Linked DNA regions of Sus scrofa: region 2 is linked to region 1. Evidence: chromatin contacts called from public Hi-C data. All regions are on one chromosome and are shown on one strand. Each heading gives the region's core, a stretch centred on a gene start, on an enhancer-like site or on the middle of the called end of the contact. The rest is flanking DNA. Distances are from core to core; before and after follow the strand shown. Region 1 overlaps LNX1 (E3 ubiquitin-protein ligase LNX). Region 2 has its middle 29 kb from the start of LNX1.

Region 1 (4,291 bases), core at 1,551-4,050:
GCTGTGGTGAGGGTCACAGACATGCCTTGGATCCCTTGTTGCTGTGGCTGTGGTGTAGGCTGCCAGCTCTAGCTCTAATTCGACCCCTAGCCTGGAAACTTCATATGCCGTGGGTACAGCCATAAAAAGCAAAATTTTAAATTAAAAAAATATATATATCAAGGCAATGAACTGATTTTTTTTTTCTTTTCCACTTTTCACTTGGTTTCTTTACACATGCATCCATCTCCTCTTACTTTCCTGGCATGGTTGACGAAGCTGGATCAAACATGGGGACCTCAAAGGAGTCTAGTGATTCAATTCTCCTTCAAATTCTTTAGCATTTAACAAAGGCAGAGAGTTTCTATTCATAAAAACAGCACTTTACAGAAAAGGACTGCTTTGTCCTGTAGATATAAATTCATATTCTGGAAAAATCCATCAAGATCTTTCCCAACTTCTCAGATGTTTGTATTCTCTGTTCAGCGTTTTGCTTTGTTAAGTGTGATTTAAAAAAAAAAAAAATTCAAACTAGGCAGCCATTGGGAAATGAATTAGTGTGAATTTAGGTTACAAAAATACAGTGTTCATTCTTATAAGAGCATAATTGGTAACAAATATTTGAGGACCTATGAAATGTCTAGTCCAGATGTTCTAGTCTCTGAAGATTCTACAATAAACATATTCCAGGGAGAATGCAGTAAGCAAGCAAAGACCTAGTATATCAAATGGAAATAAAACAGCATCTTCTTACCCTGCCTTATTGATGTAAGAAGACCTCTCTTATATAAAGAAAGTGGCATTTGATCAACAACCAGAAGGTAGTGAGAGGGAGCCGTGAGGGTGTCTGGTGCTGAGATGAGCATGGACTTTGCAAACTGTGCTGTTTGCAAACCCTAGACCTGGTACCTTCTAGCACTCAGTCTCTTATGTGGCCTTTTTTGGCCTCTGTTGTCTCATCTGTGAAATGGGAATGATGAGTCCTACAGCACAGGGTTCCTGGCAGGAGTCAGAAAGACCCTCGGAAAAGGAGCCAGCAACTGGGCAGGCTGGGTGAATGCAGCTTCCTGCAACTTCCGCTTTCCCCTTTGCTGGATTATTCCTTAACAGGACCAGGAGGCGGGGCTTGGTGGGGACAGTAGGAAAGGATTTCTGCTTTGCTGAACCTCACTCTGGGTCACGTGTTCTGAACATAGTTTTCAGTGGAATCTCAAAACACCCATGACCTCCCTCGCCATATCACCCCCACTTCTTGCTTGGTGTGAATTCATGTTTAATCTCCTCATCCCTCGATTGTGTCATTTCCTAAATTTCTCCAGTCTTTTCATACCTAGGTTTGCAGTGGATTCTCTCTCTGATTGCAGATATGTCTGCGTCTATCCTATTTTATTTATTTTTTCTTCCTCCTGTCTCTCACATCTTCCATGGCTCTGCCCCCCGAGTGTCATCCATCAATCTTGTGACACCCTGTCCGTGGGTCATCCATCAGGGTATTAATTGAGAGTGATGTGATGGGAGATGGCTAAAATACCTTCTGAAACACCTCCCCATGCCTGAGCTTAGTACCATGTTTGTTTGAGATTTCTGGCTCTTTTCAGCCCCGCTTCGAATCTTCAGATGAGTAGTGAAAATAACATCTTTCCCAAGACATGACATGTTCTGCTCACTGTCCTGCCTCCCATCCCTTCCCATTCTTAACTCTAACAAGAAGTGCGTTTAAGTTCTCGAGATAAACTCCTCTACTGTCATATAAATACGGATTGTCCTTTGTTCATTCAATCCTGGTGTTCTGAACCTTTTAACTTTTGCTTCCCTAATATTAATACTATGATGTTTTAAAACCAACAATGGCATATATCATCCACTAACTTTTCACTACACCTTCCTTCTGTTTTCTTTCTCTATCACCATCACATGCTGTTGGTCTTTTTCCAATCTTCTGACATTCCCCCTGTGTGCAAGGTAATTTTTCAGAAATAATTATCCATCTTTACGGCACCATTGTTCAGTAAGCATATTAGTCAAATTCTTTTATTCCCCAGGGGTGTCTGTCACCTGGAGCAGCTGATTTATGTGTGTGTGTGTTTGCCAAATATTCCTGTACCTATTTTTTTTTCTTGTCCAAACCTATCTGCATGAGCTTAATTCTTCCAATTTTCATGTATACTTAGAAAGTTTTTTTTAAAGGGAGTTTAGCATTTCATGTGTTAACATTTTTATTTCAGTGTTTGCTTCTTTTAAAAACTTAACTCTGCGTTCCTTCAGGCCTCTTGGCCTATGTGTTTATGACTCGGGGTGAGCTTACAGATTTTTAAAACTATTGCTAAGTCCTTCTGTTTCAACTCATGTGTATTTTTCTCTGTTGGGCTTAACAACGTCCACTGTCTGGGCATCGTGTTGTTCTTAAGTATTCAGGACTGTTTGGTGATCTTAAGAGTTTCTAACATCTTTCTGATATTTCTGAATAGATGTATGCTTGTTCCATTTGATATAAATGGTTAGAGACTGGAATTAAAGAATTATGAAGTATACATTTTTTAAAAATGGAATATGCTGATCAGCTTCTTAGAAACCACTTCAGTTTCATTTCCCAAAGTGTAGAGAAGTTTCCACTAGGCGAATAGTTTGGCACACATTTTTCACTCTTTTCCTCAGAGAAATCATTTTAGTCAACCCAACCTCTATTTTTGAATGTGACTTTGCCAAGTCAACAGGATTTTAGAGAATATTTTGCTCAAAGTTTATTCTGTGTCCTGACTCAGTTGTTACCTCCACCCACCCACTGGAGAATCCTGAAGTCATAGAACGCATTCCTGCCAGTTATTTTTAGAATCTACTCCAATGCCCTTATATCACTCAAGACAAATGTTTGACCCCAATAAACGAGGACACTTAAATCTGTAACTTCTCTTTGCCAGTGACGACTCCAACAGAAAAGCTCTGTTTCTGATGCAATAACCCTTCTTCCTCACAAGATTTACAAGCTGGTGAGGCCCTTGACTTGGTGGTTGGTATCAGAGTACCTTTAAGTGAAGCCCCGTGGGCACTTAGAGCTGTGAGAACAGTAGAGTTGCAGGGTCGTTTTATTTTCTTCAATGGCATTGGATTTGGTACTGATTGGTAGACAGCAAAAAGAACTAGAGTAACTCAAGATACTAGATTTCTCATCTTAACCACACGGCCAACTCAACCTGTGTCATGGATGACCCATGGGAGGACAGAAGAAATTAACACTCACTAGAGCTGATAGAAAAAGAGCGCGCAGCCTCGCTGTGGTGGACTCCCCTGCAGCTTACGAGAAGCTGTTGTCATCATTCTCTGAATGCACATTTAATCTTAAGCCAGGCAGCAAACACAGTCTTTGATAACATTGGTTTCAGGTATCTGAAGTCCTGGTATTTAAAGGCTTATGTACACATACACTCCAAAGGGATCAGAGCAGGGGTTAAACCAAACAAGTTTGAGCTGACTCATTCTCTGCAAATATGAGAATGCTTACACCGATTATGCTCCTGCTGCTCGACGAAAAAGGTCAAAAGTTCTAAAATACTACTCAAGTTCTAAAATCTCATGCTTAAAGGCATTTTTCAAAAATTTTTTTGTAGTTGATTAACAATGTTGTGTTAATTTCTGCTGTGTAGCCAAGTGTCTCAGTTAGACATATATATTCTTTTCCGTTATGACTTATCTCAAGATATTGAATACAGTTCCCTGTGCTATACAGTAGGAACTTGTTTATTATCCATTCCTATATATAATAGTAAACAAGTCATTTTTCTTTATTTTTTTGTCTTTTTAGGCCCTCACTCATGGCATATGGAAGTTCCCAGGCTGGGGGTGGAATTAGAGCTGCAGCTACCAGCCTGCACCACAGCCACAGCAATGGGGATCTGAGCTGAGTCTGTGACCTATACCTTAGCTCGCAGCAACTCCAGATCCTCAACCCACTGACAGAGGCCAGGGATTGAACCCACATCTTTATGGATACTAGTCAGGTTCATCACCACTGAACCACAAGGAGAACTCCAACAGGCGATTTTAAAAGGAGGAACTAGGAGTTTCTGTCGTGGCTCAGTGGTTAATAAATTGGACTAGGAACCATGAGGTTGCAGGTTCGATCCCTGGCCACGATCAGTGGGTTAAGGATCCAGCATTGCCATGACCTGTGGTACAGGTCACAGACGTGGCTCAGATCCTGCATAGCTATGGCTCTGGCATAGGCCAGTGGCTACAGTTCTGATTAGACTCCTAGCCTGGGAACCTCCATTTGCCACAGGTGCAGCCCTGGAAAATACAAAAAGATAAAAAATTT
Region 2 (4,108 bases), core at 456-2,955, 180 kb before region 1:
AGACCTGGGGTTCCTGGCCAGAGATCTGGGGTTCCTGGCTGGCAGAGACCTGTTTGGGGTATCTCCAATCTGGGAAACGCAAGACCCGCTCCCAACCTGAGTACAACTGTTAGTAAACTGTAAGCTAAATATTCAAATACTATACATCACACTTTTTTTTTTTTTGGCCTGTATAGACTCAGATAGTGTCTTGCCCAGAGAAGGTAACATACTCAATAAATACTGGTTGGGTACTTAACTGATCCATGTAATATGTTTAATTATAACGATAATAGGTACAGTAGCTTGAATGTTGAATGAGGAAGACTGTAGAAAAGAGATGCTATAAACTCCTACTGTTTTCTGGGATGTGTGGGGCAGCGGGTAAGACATGAAGACTAACCCAACAGGCTTGTGTCCATATTCCACTTCTGCCACATCTTTGACAGGTCCTATAATATTTCTAAACTGCTGTTTATGCTGGGTGTAATCTAGAGATGATCACTGAGCCTGTTTTGTAGGACTGTTCAATCAGAAATAAAATAAAAGAGCATAAAATGCTTAGCCTAGTATCAGGCACACCTTAAGTATTTAACAGATACTTTTAAAAATCGCATATGTCGTTTTGTTTTCTTTATGAGTTAGGATTCTAGGCCAGCGCAGGTGGCTGGGGGACAAGATCGTAATATGTACTCAGGGGCCTGTGCTGGGGTGGTGAAGCTGAGGGTGACCCCACGCTGTGTCACAGCCCCGGGAATCCCCAGATGTGCACCGATGGAAGGGTTTGCTGCAAAAGGAAGAAGAGTAAACAGGGTCAGGGAGCTTACAGGAGCTCAGAGAAAGAGTTAGGAGCAGAGGGGTCAGTCACTAAAGCAAGCTCAAGATGAATCCCTGACAAGAAGGAGTTCCCGTAGTGGCTCAGTGGTAATGAACCCGACGAGTATCCATGAGGACTCAGTTCAATGCCTGGCTCCGCTTATTGGGTTAAGGATCAGGTGTTGCCGTGGGCTGTGGTGTAGATCACAGACACGCTCAATCTGGTGTTGCTGTGGCTGTGGTGTAGACTGGTAGCTGTAGCTCCAATCCTACCCCTAGCCTGGGAACTCCCATATGTTGTTGGAAAAAAAAAAAAAAAAAAAAAAAAAAAGGAAACCCTGGCAAGGAAACCTCATGCTCTTTTTTTTGTTTGTTTGTTTGTTTTAATTGTACTGGAGGATAGTTAACTTACAATATTATGTTAGTTTTGGGTGTACAGCAAAGTGAATCAGCCATACATATACATATATCCACTCTCTTCAGATTCTTTTCCCATATAGGTTATTACAGAGGATTGAGTGCAGTTCCCTGTGCTATACAGCAGGTCCTTGTTAGTTATCTATTTTATATACAATAGTGTATCTATGTTAAGTCCAACTTCATAATTTATAATCCCCTCATGTTTTCCCTTTGGTAACCATAAATTTGATTTCAAAGCCTGTGAGTCTCTTTCTATTTTGTAAATAAGTTCTTTTGTATCATTTTAAATTACATTCCACATATAAGTTATCTTACTTATATTTGCGTTTCTCTGTCAGAAACCTCACGCTCTTATCTGGAGTACTGCTCTTGGGATCTCACTCAAACTCCATCCTACAAAGGCGGGAGAGAGAGACAGAGAGAGACCGGGCCAATGTGCAGCCACCCAACCCAGCTGTCTCTTGGAACTTGCTTCCTGCCTCGCTGGGGAGAGAGATGTGTTCTTGGCCCAGTCGTCATCCATGACCTTAGAGCACTGGGGGAGGCTGGCCAGGGGAAACAGAAGGACCCCTCCTTTTGCTGCCCTGGGAACCCTCTAGGGGATGCTTTAGGGTGAAGTCCGCACATGAGGTCATGGGGAAGGCAGCTCACCCTCACGGGGGATCTTGAGGGATGGTAGAGAAACTGCAGGGTCGGGGGACAGCCCGTGAGCTATTTTAGGCCAGGCCCAGGCTGGAGTCAATGGAGGTTTTGTTTATGTAACATCTGCAGAAGGCCCTTTGGAGAAAAATGACCCCAGTTTCCAGGCCAGGGCTGCAGCGAGCAGGGGTGTGGCAGGAGCTTCCTGTTGTTCTTGGCCCGGCTGCCCAGAGGGTGGTGCAGCTCCCCTCCTGGAGCTGCTGGTCTGCACTGCTTGCTCTTTCCTGTCACCCTTGCTCAGCTCCCTTTCTTCAGGGTAGCGCAGGCTGGGTGTCCCTCGGCCGAGGGGTGGTGGGGAAGTGGGGGGACTCAGGCTCCATGCCCCATAGTCGGCCTCCTGACCCCAGGCTTCTGCCCACTCTGTAGCCTCAGATGCTTCAGGGTATCCTTCCTGCACATGAACTTGGCTGAACATGTTCACTCTCAGAGCTGGTGCTGAGGGAAAGGGGTAGGGCCCAGGGCAACCCAGCCTGGGCCCAAATCCAGCTCTGCCATTTGGTACTGCCGCCATCTAGGGCAAGTTGCATAATCCCCTCAGTTATTTATTACATGCAAAAATGCATATAAATCCATCAGACATAAATAATACATGTCAATTTCCCTCCCACCAGCCTTGCTCCAAAGCACTAGGACTATTTTCGTATCTTTTTGAAACACAGATCCCCTTGGTGCTGAGATCTAAAGGTTTGTGTCCCTCTAAAATTCATATGTGGAAATCCTGACTCCCAAAGAGATGGTATTTAGGAGGTGGGGCCTTTGGAAGGTGATGACATCATGGGGGTGAAGCGCTCGTGAATGGGATTAGTGCCCTGATAGAGGGACTCCAGAGAGATCCCTCCCTTCACCACATGAGGATTCCACTCAAGAGATCTGCAACCCAGAACATTTATACTAATTCTATGATCTCAGACTTCCAGCCTCCAGAACTGTGAGAAATAACTGCCTGTTGTTTATTAGCCACCAGGTCTAAGGTGTTTTGTTACAGCAGCCTGAATACAGCAATTGGGAAGGGTAGGAGTAAGAAAGACATATATTTATTTATTTGCTTTTTTAGGGACCGCACCTGCAGCATATAGAGGTTCCCAGGCTAGGGGTCAAATTGGAGCTATAGCCGCCGGCCTCTGCCAGAGCCACAGCAACTAGGGATCCGAGCCTCATCTTCAAACTACACCGTAGCTCATGGCAGCACCAGATCCTTAACTCTCCCACTGAGTGAGGCCGGGGATCAAACCCACAACCTCATGGTCACTAGTTGGCTTTGTTTCCACTGTGCCACAATGGGAACTCCAGAAAGACTTTTTTAAGTTTAAGTAAAATGTACATCCATAAAAATATGCACATCTTAAATGGACAGTTTGCAAAATCTGTTTAGCTCTGTATCTACCCACGTAACTGCTAGTCAGATCAAGATACAGAATATTTCCTTCACTCACTGAAAATTTCCTTTGTCTGGTCAGTACCTTGCTCATGCCCAATCTCCCCATCTTAGTCCGCTGTAGCTGCCATAACAAAATAGTACAGACTGCACAGTGTAAACAACAGAGAACCAATCTCTCACAGTTCTGGAGCCTAGAAGTCTGAGATAGGGTGCCAGCATGGTTGGGTTATGGAGGGGGCTCTTTTCCTGGCTGGCAGATGGCCACCTCCTCATCATGCGTTCATACAACCTTTTTGTGCACCAGGAGAGAGGGGAAGAGGGAGAGAGAAAAAGGGAGAGCTCTCTGGTGTCTCTCTTAATAAGTACACTAATCCTATCAGATTGGGGCCCCACACTTATGAACTCATGTAACCTTAATTGTATAAAGGCTCTGTCTCCAAATATAGTCATTTTGGAGGCGAGGGCTTTAACATATGAACTTGGGTGAACACAGGTCAGTCTTTAACATTAACTCCACTTGCTCTTCCTCTGGTCCCTGGCAATAGCTACTACATCACTTATAATGCTTCAAATCTGAAAGCGACTCATCCATCGGCACAAAAATGGATAGATAAACATTGCACAAGTAAAGTCATGCAATGGTATACGCTGCTGCAAGAAACAAGAATGGTTACTTGTACACAGGATCCATTCTGGGTATTCCCATGAACAAAATGACAAAGACCTTTAAAGCTTGGCATTCTCACCCCTGCCTCCACTGCTCCAAAGGCTGGTTCATTCAGATCAAGTTTAACTAGCCCCTCCCATTGAAAGCAA

Evidence for each region. Hi-C and Micro-C count contacts between places; a contact is called where the count stands out from the background.
Region 2: a Hi-C map of subcutaneous adipose tissue shows a contact between it and region 1, with 2.0 times the contacts expected there. The contact joins two enhancer-like sites. A contact is called at or near these places in 5 of 47 Hi-C or Micro-C datasets (alveolar macrophages, heart right ventricle, psoas muscle and 2 more) and 1 of 2 datasets of contacts at active chromatin or transcription factors (skeletal muscle).

What each region holds. Positions count from the first base shown.
Region 1 is chr8:40,322,385-40,326,675 of Sscrofa11.1, reverse strand. All of the region lies in intron 6 of LNX1 (E3 ubiquitin-protein ligase LNX), which reads left to right. Among named protein-coding and RNA genes, the nearest start is that of LNX1, 150 kb to the left of the region's middle. Within about 2 kb of position 2,800, at least 15 of the 83 cell types and tissues checked have an H3K27ac peak or open chromatin away from gene starts, as enhancers often do. A contact at or near this core is called in retroperitoneal adipose tissue and subcutaneous adipose tissue, where this site is marked.
Region 2 is chr8:40,499,843-40,503,950 of Sscrofa11.1, reverse strand. No RefSeq gene overlaps it. Among named protein-coding and RNA genes, the nearest start is that of LNX1, 29 kb to the right of the region's middle. Within about 2 kb of position 1,705, at least 19 of the 83 cell types and tissues checked have an H3K27ac peak or open chromatin away from gene starts, as enhancers often do. A contact at or near this core is called in retroperitoneal adipose tissue and subcutaneous adipose tissue, where this site is marked.